Regions from separate parts of the Mus musculus genome. Here all the other regions are linked to region 3. Evidence: chromatin contacts called from public Hi-C data. All regions are on one chromosome and are shown on one strand. Each heading gives the region's core, a stretch centred on a gene start, on an enhancer-like site or on the middle of the called end of the contact. The rest is flanking DNA. Distances are from core to core; before and after follow the strand shown. Region 1 has its middle 250 kb from the start of Gm41418. Region 2 overlaps Grin2a (glutamate receptor, ionotropic, NMDA2A (epsilon 1)). Region 3 has its middle 23 kb from the start of Gm30371.

Region 1 (4,208 bases), core at 662-3,161, 590 kb after region 3:
TCATAGCCCACATCCTTCTTCTGGCATCTGACTGATGGACTCATGGGAGGTCAGCTCAGCTCCAGATAAGACATCCAGAGAGCGAAGAAGGACCTGCAGCTGTGTTACAGTGATTAGCCAGACTGGAGGCATAGGCAGAGCGAGGCTGAGTGGGGTCTAGTCAGCCAGCCACAGAGACAAATGGAGCAGGAGTTTGTAAGATGAGGAACAGGAGAGAAGGGAGGGAGACAAGGGTTGGAAGCTGTGATTTTAGCTGAGCACATCCCACATGAGATCTGCAACAGCCAGTATACAAGAACAAGGCAAACCTAGCATCTATACAAGCTTCCTAAATTCACAATGACTATCTCAGTCTTGCTGGACCTTGAACTGGTCAGTCATGGACTTATGCTGAGCTGCCTATTGTGTGAATAGTGTTCATTGTGAGTCCTTGGGACTCGTTCTCTGCTGGGTATCTGTACTTGGCTCCTGCAGGCAGGGAATGTCAGCAGGATCCGTGGAAATATCAGTTGCCTCTGAGGAAGAAGACTAAGATGTTGTGTTCTCTCGACTGCTTACTTAATTTTTGACACATGATCATTTCATGTAGCCTAGGCTAGTACTGAACCTGCTATGTCAAATAGGATGACATCATGCCTCCTGCTCGTGAGTGCTAAGATTATAGCCATGGCCTCCAGTTTAGAGCCAGTTGATAAAGTGCTTGGGGTTGGGCCCAAAGCAGCATGCATGGTAGACAAGCCGTCTGCTGACTGAGCTCCACTATAGTCTTCAAGTGTCTTACGTGAGATGAATTTCACATTCATACATCTGTATCAACCCCACAAGCCTTCATGTTGAGCTATTAACCAATTAAGGTTACTGTTGGTCTAATGGTCTACATGCACTATGAACCCTGGTCGATTGCATAGCATCTTGCTGCTTCCTGACCAGATATCTAAGAGTCCTGAGTCATATGTTCAGAAGGTCATTCTTTTCTTGGGCCAGTTGCCAACTTCCCATATCTTAGACAATTATGAAATGAAGAGAGTTTCTTCCCTTTTACTGAAAATATGTGTCGTGTCATTGGGACACCAGTGGTTATTTTTCAGACACACTGGCTGTCTAAATCCACATCGAGGAATGAAGGTGGAGCCAGCGACAGGAATGTCAGACTACAACAGAGCATGCAAACATAACATCGCCAGCAATCATCAAAGCCAGCCCAAGCCTCTGAAGCCTGCAGTGGAGACAAATGAGCTCATGTTGTGTGCACAACTAAAAGAAGATGCAGAGCTGGTTGGGAACAGGTGGGAGATGGGCAGCTGACAGATCCATCGTGAAGGATACAGAAAACAGGCAAGCAGGCTGGGCTCAAAAAGCTCATTATTCCTGAAAGGAGCCCTCTCAGCCCTGGGTATTTCAAAGCCTCATGGCAACATTGAACTTAAAGTTCCCAGAGGTGCCATGTGCTAAAGAATATTAATAAGCCAGCATTAGTTGGGCATTGCATTAATTACAAGAAGGTTCAATAATAGCTAAGCAGGGTTGGGATGGGGGAATCCAAATACTATTTTCTCTGACAATATCCTTACACTCAGTGTAACCGGCTTTCTGTCATAGTCAGAGAGTTGACATCATCTGGAGGATAATGAAGTGCATGGTCATCTACTTGCATAATTGATTTTCATTCGTTGGGGCATTTATACTACTGACTACTAATTGTTTGAAGATAGGCATGACATTCTCTTCTTTTTTTTTTCCTCTCATTCTTCAGGTAGTTGCTTAGGCCCATGGATATAAAACAAGGCATCTTCAAAGCAGAGCACTGAAAATAGCAGTAGGTGCCAAACTTTCAGAATATCCAAGGAGTGCTTGCTTCTGATCCTCTTTGTTACTAGGTTGCCATGGTGACGAGAGGGTTTGGACTCCAAGGAGACTGGTTAATAACCATGATGCCACTTCAAGCAAGGTCACTCCCTGATAGACACTGTTCATCCCCCAAACTCAGAGAGATCCCATAGTCTATACACTTCTGTTTTTCTTGTCTATTGTCTCAGCACTGGAGGGCAATGTACCAAGGTCACAACATCTGACACGGGTGACGTAGGAAGGCAGATGGGGCAACAGAGCTGTCTCAGGAATAGGGGCAGATTTCTACCCGCAGCTTTTCACAGCCATGGGGAGTGGGCTGGGGAGCCAGGAGATCTGCGTCCTGGGAGAGAAAGCGTGCTAAGAGTTTCAGAGGAGGACTTAAAGGCCTGTTTTGTTTTGTTTTCCTTTCCAGAATAAATCTTTCCCTGGGCAGCACAGATTATAAAGGGGCACAGCCACACTCTAACCCCAACCTGTCAGGCAAGCTCTGGCACAAATTTAATCTGCATGCTTTTCAAATTAGTTCCTGTCTTGAAGACCCTGCGCTCATTCACATCTCAGCATTCCCTCGGGAGTCTTTGCTGTCTCTTCACCTACAGGCTTCCATACAGACAATAATTGCTTCCCTAGCAAAGCCTCCTTCAAAGCGATGGAAAAGCTGCCAGCTAGCATCACCAGGAAGGAAGAAACCCCAGGGAGCAGACTGGGCTCCAGGACTCCTCTGTAGTGCCCATCCCCTTTGCTTGGAAGCAAACAAGCTCACTGTGAACCCTAGCCACACGGCTAGCTACAGGAAACTTTCAGCCTAAAGTCATAATTCTAACTTAAGGTTCTAAGGGCACAACAGATAAGGCACTTAGCAATCCCATGTCACCATCAAGCCCGAGTGAGGCCTTTCCTGGTGCCTCAATAGCACCCTGGCCACCTAAAAGTAATATCATTCACCCTATGTATAGCAGTGGCCTTCCGTGCCTGGCTCTGTGGGGCAGGTTGACTTCTGCTTTGTCGTGCACGTGTTGCACATGAATGTGTCCTTCCAGCTGTCTTCCCAACCTTAGTGTGGATGTAATAAATAAATATTTGTGTCAACATTCAGAACCATCTTGCAGCCTCAATTCTGCTACTCATTCATGTAACACACAGATATCTCAGGAAAGCATTCTCAGAATTGATTGATTGATTGATTGATTGATTGATTGAATTATCAGATCAGCTCTACTTGGAAGAAGTTCTGGTTAGTGGAGTTTTTTGCTCCTCAAGACTTAAGTGTGAATAACAGGCTCTTGAGTGGCTTAAAAGCATACTTAGGCTCTGAGCCTCAGGCTTCCTATAGATAAAATGTAATTTTGCCTATGGTTTAGATAAATAATTATATCTTACAATGTCTGGCACACACTAAGCATGTAGGTCAGATGAATCCAGTCATGATGATACTGGATTCTATTTGGATGATATGGCTTCTATTCGGTGGGACATCTGTAAAACTGGCTCTAACTCAAACCCTGGGGTCAGACTGCCTGGATTTGAAACCTGAAATGTGCCACTAACCCAGGGGCCTTAGATGAACCACTGTTTCCTTGAGCTTTAGTTTCCACAAATTTAAAACCGATGTCCACAGATCTATTGGCTTCCCGTGAATATTGCAAAGCAAGTCAGCTGACTCAGTGAGTTCATCCAGATGAAGGGCAGCAAAAGACCAAAGAAATGATTCCATGCAAGTCCAGCGTAGTGACACAGTGAACTTACTGAGGTACTTTCAGGAGCCCGAGTGACTCACACAGCTGCATCACCAAAGAGCCCATTCCAGCATGGATGAAGATCCCAAAATCTGTATCCTTGAACCTTTTGCGTTACTCATGGGCAGCTTCTTTGAAGAGTCTCCTCCTCCACCCCAGTGATGTCATGGTTTATATCACATTACCATGGGGAGGCCTGCTTAAGAGCCTATGAGCCTCCTGAGTTTTTGGGGTCTCCTTCCTTTTGGAGTGAGTGTTTCAACTCAAAGGAAGTGCCTAGCTCCCTCTAAGTTTCAGTCCTTGTTATGAGTGTGCTTAGAATAGAACTAGGTCTAGCAAATGCACATGTGCGCTACCTATGGCTTGTCCACTTTTGGTGCAGCCCAGTGAATGTAATCTGTGAGCACTGAGGGGTGGGGGAGTGTCTGGGCCTTGATGGCTATGTGTCAGATCTAGTATGTATAGCCCCAACAATTCAGCCATGTGGGCATATCTAAAACATAGGGTCATTCCAAGACAGGAGATAAAAGATGCTTTTCTTTAAAAATTACCAGCAGGTTAGACTGTCATTCCTTAGGAAGGGTCTTGGACTCCAGGCTGATCCCTTCCAATTGCTGTGGC
Region 2 (4,599 bases), core at 993-3,492, 810 kb after region 3:
TGGGTAGAAATGTGGCTGGTCTCCTCTGCCCACGCACAACACAGCAGGTGTCATTGGGCCTGACAGCGAGTCTTCCATTTCTGGGATCCACGCCAGACTTTGTGTCACCAGGAACTGGACAAGGGCTCCGAGGCACCTGCAGAAGGCACCATCCAAGTGATACAAGAAGAGGGAGCGAGAAGCCAGGGCAAAGGCAAAGAATAGGTGAGGAGACCCAGCCTGGCTCTCTAGCTCCCCCACCCGGCTGGGACAGGGAGGGTCTCCACCATGAATAGGAGGAGGTGCAGAGACCAGGACAGGTCCAGGATACCCATCCAAGGGCACCGTGCACACTGCCTCTTTGCCCATATTTTTCCGTAGAAAGGATTTTTCATGTGACCACTTCACAGCGTGTCAGTTACTTTCCAAACTACTTCCACATGGAAGCAAAGCTAGAGATTGTTTTCCTCTCCTGAACCTCATCCCCCTCATCCCCTCCAGTTCCGCAGCCTCTCACGTCCTCATCAATCCAGATCAAGCATGTGGCTTGCCACCTGCATCCTAGCTCAGGCTCCGTATACCTAGCTCAGGCTCTGTCGGTAAGATACGGGGTTGGCTGCCTATGACTCAAAGGGCTGAGATGAGCGGTCTGATAGTTCGCCGCACGGGACTTTTTATTTTCTCCTAGTATTGATCGAAGCTCCTGCTGTGACTCTGCAAGGTTGCAGTGAGCCAAGATATGTCACCAGTGGCCACAGTCATGACATCTTTGAAAGAGTCCCAGTACCTGCCTCTATGTGGAGCAGGTACTTGATGCTACAAGATACCCACCAGGCTCCTCCACAGCATCAAACACGGGGCCAGAATCTCCTGTGAGGAGGGGCAGCTGCAAGCCACAACGCAACATTTCTCTCCTTCCCAGGAATGAATATGAAGGCACATGTTAATATGAGCGGACATCCTCTTTGGATTTTTCATTTTCCCATAAGTGATTGTATTAGTTATCTTTCTTATTGCTATTCACAAATACCTACTAAGTAGCCACTTACAGTTGCAAAAGATTGTTTTGGCTTTCAGTTTAAGGACACTATCCATTATGGCAGGGAAGAAACTTGGACATCTGGTCACACAGATCACAGTGAGGAGACAGAAAATAAGGCCAGGCTATTAAATCTTAATAAGGCTCCTCCTCCGGAAGGTTCCACAACCCTCCCAAACAGTGTGGGTCCCCAGCAGCTGGAGACCCATTGTATACAAGCTTATAGGGGACATTTTGCACTCAAAGCAGAACAGAAACTTCACTCAATTTGGGGACTGCAAAAGCCATTGATAATCTCAAAGCCCAAGAATTGTATATTTTTGATGTGAATACAGTCTCTCCTCTTAAGTTGCCTACTTGAGATTTCCACTTGAATCCTTCAAAAGCATATTCAATTCAACATGTCTGAAATGTACATATCTCTGCTTCTTACCCACCCCACAATGTTTCTTTGTCAGCTTCTTGTGTTTAGTAAAAGACGTAGCCATCCACCCAGCTGCGAAGTCTGAAATACTTTTCTCTTCATTATGTCATACTCGTCCATCAGTGCTGGTTACCTTGGTACCCAGTGAGCGCTAAGCGAATCACTTCCTTTTAGAAGCTTGGCTGGAACTCCTCTAAGTTGCCATCCCTGCCATTGCCTCCTGGCTGGTCTCCGTGTTTATACACTGAGACCTCCCACTCCCAATATGCACTCTGCCAGCCGGCCCCCAAGTAATGAAGGTAGTACTTGTATTTACTTTATCTCCTCACTGAGCTGGGCCACAGCAAGCATCACTATATATTACTAAGTGACCAGGTTTCAGAATGACCGTATCTCCAGTACTCCACCCTGAAGGAAAGGAATCCATATGTCTCCTTTGCTAGGTGTGTGCTGGTTCCAAGACTTACATCTGGCCTTAGGCAAATCTGAAGAGTATTTGTACTCTTGTGTGACCCTCCCCCACCAATAACCCAAGCCACCTAACCAAGGTAAAGTCGCAGCCAACTGCTGCTTCTTCTGAGTTGCCAAAATCAAGTTTCCACCATTTGTCGAGCTATTCACTGGATGCCAATTGGAAATGATTGACTGCCATTGCGGGGTTGGCATACGGTGCTTTTGACTTCCAGCCAGAAGAGAGAAGGCTGGGTTCCAGGAAGGACGCTGCTGACTAAGCTACGGGACTCGATACCCAGAGCACTCAACCCACCCGTCCTGGGTCCAGCAAGACACAGGAGGGAGGCAACATCAAGAAGTGTACCCTGCAAAGTACCAACTGTACCCTGGGTGTTCACACATGTGTCATCGGCACCACCTTCCCCACAGATGCTTCGGTTGGTCTCACGTTTGCAAATAAGGAGACGGACAAGTTAAGTCACTTGCCCAGCAGAGGCAGGGCACTGTTTAGAGATCTACATTCTACAGTCAGAGCCTGCTGCAGAATACCTTGTCTCAGTTTGGCATCTGCCCCTGTGTTCTCTCATTACACCTCTTCTTTGCTGACTTACTCTGGGTCACACTTCCTGTCCCTGAATTAAGGGTCCCCATCAACAGAAACAGCAGAGGCCCACAGGATACTGTGTTCTCTGGGGTAGCTAGCGCATTGCCAGAAATGTTTGTGCAGCAAATGCTGATCCCACTGATAAATATTTGCAAAGAGTTATCACATTCACCCAGGGAAGCTTGAGTGCCATCAAGCTTGGAGAATCAACCAAGCAGGATCTTTTATTGGCATTTTAAAAGAAACCAACAGTGAGAACTCTGATTATCAAATAAAAACACGCCAAGCAGGTTTAGTGCAGTCTTTCAGTGGGCCATTAAACCTGGAACCTTTTTTTGTTCCACTTCCTTGGACTGCATCAAGGGGGAGTGTTAGTGTTACCTGGACAGGGGTTGAACTCAGGACCACTCTGACTCTTTCCCCTTTCCTGTTAGGGGAACTTACAGTGCTCTTGCTTTGAGCAGAAGCCTGATTTCCAGGGTCAGGTAGTTGATAGAAGAGACGCTCAGATAAGGTTCTTTCAGATACGAATCCATAAAAGCAGTAGAGGGTGTTTCTCCCCTTCCTTTGTGCTGGAGATGTACCCAAGTGTTTCCAATGCAGTGAATTCTTCACATTCCACTGCAGCAACTAAAACAGCAGCCACACAACAAAGGGTGTAAGGCAGTCATTATCAAATAAAGCCTGAGGCTGGACCCATCCGTAGTTAAAGGTGGTTCATGGTCTTGCACGGGATTCACATTCAGTTCCCAGCACCCAGATCACACAGCTCATAACAACTTATGAATCTAGATCCAGGGGATGCGACACCCTCTTCTGGCCTCCACTGGTACCTGTCTGTACTCATGTGCACATACTCTCACACAAACACAGGCACAAGATGAAAAGATAAAATAAGTCCTAAAAAAGTGAAACTGGGACATGCAGCTGTGTTGAAGTTTGGTCTGTTGTTATGTGTTGTAATGCTAAACACCAGCCCCCAGGCCTGGTTGCCCCCGGGATGAGAGAATCTGTGTGCACATAAGTATGCTGTGTAACCTTGTCCCCACTCTCACGGTTATCTCTGATTGGTGAATAAAGATGCCTACAGACAACAGCTAGGCAGAAGACATGTAGGTGAGGTCGGGGCTCCTTGGCTTGGGGTCTGAGAAAGGACCAGGTGGAAAGACACCATGGGATAAGGGATCATGAGAACTGGCCATGTGGGTTGACTGGGGAGTAAGAGCAGCCTATGGGACATGGGAAATCATACTGATGGGGAAATAGATTCTAATAGCACAGAGGGTGGATATCTGCCCAGCTCTAATGCTTTAAAGACTTATTATAAATATAAGGTTGTGTGTCTTTTATCTGGAAACTGAATGACCAAAAGCTGAGTAGAAGCCCCCATCCCAGTTGAGATTAAATATCAACTACAACAAAGTGGCCAACCAACATGGGGCAAGAACTCACTTTTAACAAAGTTGCTTTCAGATTTCTAGATAAAAAACACACCCCATTTATATTTATAATAAGATTTTAAGGCACCAGGACAGGCAGGTCTGGCATCTCTCTCCCCTGCTTTGTGCATAGCTTGCCGCATGACCAGTATAAATTACAGGAATGACTGTAGAAAGCTGTGATCGCTTGATGAATATTCGTGGACGTCAGGTACTGATCAGGAACCACACTAATCGGTCTGCATGTAAAGGTCCATTTAATTATGCTAAGATAAAAAGATAATATGCACACACATACACACAAGCACACACACACACAGGAGAGAGAGAGAGAGAGAGAGAGAGAGAGAGAGAGAGAGAGAGAATGTGTGTGTGTAGGCACGAGAAAGAGAGGCGATAAAGTGGGGCAGAGCTGTCTAACCTCAGAAGAAAGCTGGCATTCAGAGTGGTAGGTATGTTACGTTTGGTGGGTTTGTAATACATTCAAAGTCCAGCCTGCTCCACACATAGTGCAATCACAGGGTCTTTCCCACCATGACAAGATTTTGCCAGAAAAGCACTCAATCTCCTTTTAAAGTCTTCTGTTTCCCTAAGTCTAAAAGGTGTCCCCATACCAATTTGATAGAGTGGCCACACATACATGGACATTCACCAAATCAAC
Region 3 (4,459 bases), core at 1,772-4,271:
TGAAGATGGAGAATTAGGAATCTGCCCTGTGGGCTTTGGTCTTGCTTTGGTCCTCAGCAGGCTCCCTTTTCCTCCCTTTTGTGATGATGATATATATTCTATGTCATTGTGTGTGATTAGCTTTTTGACTTTTGGTTTTGATTTTACAGGGTGTGGTAGTTAGATTGCCTTTTGAGACTTGGGACTTTGAGGCAGTCCCGAGATTGAAAGTCTATGGAGACTTGTGAAGCTGAACTGAATGCATTTTTTTCTGCTTCCAGGCAGAAAATTCTGGCTTCCAGGCAGCTAGGATGAGGGTTTTAAAGCCCACACCCACAGTGACACACTTACTCCAACAAGGCCACACCTACTCCAACAGGGCCACACCCACTCCAACAGGGCCACTCCAACAAGGCCACACCCACTCCAACAAGGCCACATCTTCTAATAGTGCTACTCCCTGGTCTGAGCTTATATAAACCATCACATTTACAATAAAAACCTTCTCCTCAACTGTACCTTAGAGCAGTCATGTCCTCATTTCATTCAAAGATGATCAACATCTATGCCCCCTGGACATCTCTGAGGAGATTCTAGATCCTGTCAGGTTGCCCTTGCTCAACAGCATTCCCAAGCTGGTCTTTCCATGCTGATCCTCATGTCCTAGCCTCCTAAGGCTGCATGGCAGGGTGTGACCCACCATCCATATCTGGCCGCACTAGAGCTCGCTGGTGAGAACCAGCCTGTCCTGGCAGCAGGCTGGCAGAGGGATGGCTCTCTGATTATTTAATCCAGGATGGACATGAGACAGGAAGGAGGTTGAGATCTTCCTTTAAGCCTAGGGGCTTCCTGCAGGGGAGTGACTTCTGAGGACATCTGTGTTTTAGGCCTTCTATTCAGCTGGAGGCTCTAATGGGATTCCATTGTCTGGACATGAATGGAATTCTTTTTTGTACAAGAATGGAGGTCTGATGCTTAATTCACACCCTTTACTGAAAGACCATGCCTTGTCTTGTGACTTCCAACTCCTGCAAGGACCAGAAAGGTGGTGTAGTCTCTTTTAACTGTCTGTGGGTTCTCTTGTCACTGAGGGAATGGAAGGAGAGAATGCCTGAGGGGGGAATGAGTTAATAGGCAAGATGAGCTTCTTGTTTGAGCAATTGAATAAGCAATGTCTCTTCACAGCTGTGGAAACCTTAACTAAGACACAGCTCAAGTTGGCCTCTAACCTGTTATATGGCCAAGGACAACAACCTCTTGAATCTGAGATTACAAGCATGGGTACCATACTTGGTTTATGCAGTGCTGACTATGGAACCCAGGGCTTCATGCCAAGCAAGGACTCCATGAGGGTTTGTCAAATAAATGAATTTCTTCAAAGGGTTAATTCTGCAGCAATTTCTTTGTGGCTGATATGAGTTCCAATGGAGAGAGGCATCGAGGGCAATACAAAGAGCCTGAAGCTCACTGGCTCACATTGGGGACCCATTTGTCTAAAAAGGCCTGCATCTGTTAGGACTGAGCCTTAGTTCTGGCCCTATAGCCCCAGTAAGCTCCCAATAGCTGCCTGTGTTGGACAGCTCTGAAACATGTTAGCTAATGGAACATTGATTTTTTTTTTAAGAAACAAAAAAAAAAAATGCAGGTGTTGCTGCAATCGATAGCCAAGAAGAGAGACTGAGGGAGGAGTTGGGTGAGACTAGTCCCTGAGCACATCCTCCCTGCGCTCCCAGGTGCTCCCAGGCCCCCTTACCTCTTGGGGATAAATGCTGGAGAGAAAAGCAGGAGTAATAAGGACAGGGATGTGCCTTGGTTCTCTAAGCGTTCCTCCTAGGGCCTTTGTGTCGGTCCTGAAGAAGTTACCCAGACTCCTTACAGATCCAAAATCAGCAGGACAATCCCCTTCCCAGTGTCCTGCTGCTACCACATGACAGAACTGGGATTTAGGTCTGTGCAAACACATATTCGGAGCAAACACAGACCCTTAAGAAGCACCAGAGGGGACGCACCAGTGGGTGAAGTGCGTATCACACACATGTGAGAACCTGAGTTTAGATCGCCATACAAAAGTCAGACATGAAGATCATATATTTGTAGTCTCAATCCTGGGGAGGTGGAGACAGGTGGATCCTGGGGTTTTCTGGTCAGCAAATCTCATCTAAATTGGCAAATTCCAGGTCATCGAGAGACTCGGCCTCATGCTTGGCTATGAGGATCTGAAATCTACTGGGGCGGGCAGCAGAGACATTTCTATTCTGAATCACTCCGCACCCTCATCACCTGTGAGGCCAAGTCGGTTCTTCTCTCCCCTAATTGCATCCATTTGCCTTTTCTTTCTTGTGTTACATAAGCTGAGATATTGGACTCGTTGGCTGTGACGGCTGAATTCTCTTCTAATTATAAGAAAAACAGTCTTTTCTCTCTTCCATTATTCCTAATGGAAATTAGCTGCATCCATCTTCTGGCTTTGGGACAGATCTCTGGGTCTCAAGTAGTGCCCGCTGATGCAGGCTTGGCGAGGAAGCTTGTCGCAACAGAGGCAGGCATGAGGGTTCAGAGCTGGATAGATGGAAGTTTGACTCTGGTCATTTGGTGAGAGCTGCAGCAGGTAGAAGCACAGCTTCTCGTGTTGGTTTTCTTACCTGAAAGGCGAGTCAGTGACCTCTCTGCAGGTGTCAGCGTGAGGGATCAAAGGTTGTTTATTACTGGGAACTGAGTCTGGTGGTGCAGGCCTGTGATCTTAGCACTGGGGAAACTGAGGCAATAAGATAGCCTCAAGCTGTGGGCTTGAGGCTAACCTGGGCTACATGTGCTCTCCTTTCAGGAGCCTGAGTGCTGCAGGCTCCTGTGGAAAGGATTCTTCCAGGTCTGACATACTTCTTGCTAGGTGCCAATCTCCTGTCTGGGAATCCTTGCAGTGCTGGGCGCTTGCCCAGAGAAAGGAGCAAGCTCTTGTGCTTGGTTCTGTGTGCCGAGCTGGGATGGTGGGGGAGGGGCAGCACTGAGCAGTGGGAACTAGAACTAGCTTTGCTCTCTGTGTCATCCGTGCCTGGTAGACCTTTCCTAGTGAGTCATCTGGCAGAGAAAGATACAAGCTGGGCTGCCAGGGAGGAATGCAACGAGCTTCAGTTCCAGCAGGCTTTGAGAGCATCTTAGTCAGAATTGCTATTCCTGCACAAACATCATGACCAAGACGCAAGTTGGGGAGGAAAGGGTTTATTCAGCTTACACTTCCACGTTGCTGTTCACACCAAAGGAAGTCAGGACTGGAACTCAAGCAGGTCAGGAAGCAGGAGCTGATGCAGAGGCCATGGAGGGATGTTACTTACCGGCTTGCTTTCCCTGGTTTGCTCAGCTTGCTTTCTTACAGAACCAAGACTACGAGCCCAGGGATGGCACCACCCACAAGGGGCCCTCTCCACTTGATCACTAATTGAGAAAATGCCCCACAGCTGGATCTCACGGAGGCTTTTCCTCAAGGGAGGCTCCTTTCTCTGTGATAACTCCAGTTTGTGTTAAGTTGACACACAAAACCAGCCAGAACAGAGGGTTAGAACCTGTTCCAGGGCCAAGGGAACAGCAGGAATGAGAGTCAGGCAGACCTGGGGCTGGAGCTCCAGGGCCAAGGGCACAGCAGGAGTCAGAGTTAGGCAGACCTGGGGCTGGAGTCCCCGCTGTGCAGCTCCCAGCTCAGTGCCATTCTCTCGGAATCCCGATTTCTTCATTTGTCAGATGGAGATCATAGTAGGAGCGAATTTGCTGACACGTATGGAACCCTTAGTGCTTTGGGACGACTCTAACTTAATTATCCTAGCTCATTCTGGTTACCTCTTGCTGTGAAACCTGGTTGCTTTACACATCAGTTTGCCATTCTCTCCCAGGCTTCTGTGTGCTGACTGGGCTCAGCTGGGGCTCTGGCTGGGTTCTCTTGTGGCTGGAACCATCTGGAAACTCAGTGGGGCAGGACATCTAGGATGGCTTCTGTATTTTTTTTCCCCCTAAGGCAGGACCGCGTACAGCCCAGACTGACTTTGAACACATTTTGTAACCCAAGCTGACCTTGAACTTCTCATCCTCTGCCTCTACTCCCCAACCAACAGGCATATTCCACCATGCAGAATTTAAACTGTGTTGGAGATTGAACCTGGGCTTTGTGGATGCTGGGAAAACAGTGCATCCCCACCCCCACCTCTGTGCTCCTGTGGACTTCAGTGGAGATACACTTAGGCTGTAGGCCATGAGATCTGACAGCAAAGGGGAACCGGCTTCAATCCCCAGCAGACATACCCAGCTGCAGGGCTGGGCTGTTCTCAGGCAGTGAGAGCTGAGAGAGCTGACAGAAGGCATCAGCCTATCTCCTCCATTCATTGCTGGAGGGAGCTGACCAATGAGCCACAGTGAAGCCCATCAGCCTGGCAGATAGCTCACCCCAAGTTCCCTGACAGAGGACTCTGCCATTGAGTCTCCAGCATTCTGGCCA

Evidence for each region. Hi-C and Micro-C count contacts between places; a contact is called where the count stands out from the background.
Region 1: a Hi-C map of cortical neurons shows a contact between it and region 3, with 2.9 times the contacts expected there. The contact joins two enhancer-like sites. A contact is called at or near these places in 1 of 484 Hi-C or Micro-C datasets (cortical neurons) and 1 of 115 datasets of contacts at active chromatin or transcription factors (embryonic stem cells).
Region 2: a contact with region 3 is called in a Hi-C map of cerebral cortex, with 3 times the contacts expected there. The contact joins two enhancer-like sites. A contact is called at or near these places in 2 of 39 promoter capture datasets (cranial neural crest and maxillary cranial neural crest), 1 of 484 Hi-C or Micro-C datasets (cerebral cortex), 3 of 115 datasets of contacts at active chromatin or transcription factors (all in embryonic stem cells) and 1 of 9 other capture datasets (embryonic stem cells).

Annotation. Positions count from the first base shown.
Region 1 is chr16:9,531,755-9,535,962 of GRCm38.p6, forward strand. No RefSeq gene overlaps it. Among named protein-coding and RNA genes, the nearest start is that of Gm41418, 250 kb to the left of the region's middle. Within about 2 kb of position 1,912, at least 12 of the 459 cell types and tissues checked have an H3K27ac peak or open chromatin away from gene starts, as enhancers often do. A contact at or near this core is called in cortical neurons, where this site is marked.
Region 2 is chr16:9,751,134-9,755,732 of GRCm38.p6, forward strand. The region is part of intron 4 of Grin2a (glutamate receptor, ionotropic, NMDA2A (epsilon 1)); the gene reads right to left. Among named protein-coding and RNA genes, the nearest start is that of Grin2a, 240 kb to the right of the region's middle. Within about 2 kb of position 2,243, at least 13 of the 459 cell types and tissues checked have an H3K27ac peak or open chromatin away from gene starts, as enhancers often do. A contact at or near this core is called in cerebral cortex, where this site is marked.
Region 3 is chr16:8,935,705-8,940,163 of GRCm38.p6, forward strand. No RefSeq gene overlaps it. Among named protein-coding and RNA genes, the nearest start is that of Gm30371, 23 kb to the right of the region's middle. Within about 2 kb of position 3,022, at least 31 of the 459 cell types and tissues checked have an H3K27ac peak or open chromatin away from gene starts, as enhancers often do. A contact at or near this core is called in cerebral cortex and cortical neurons, where this site is marked.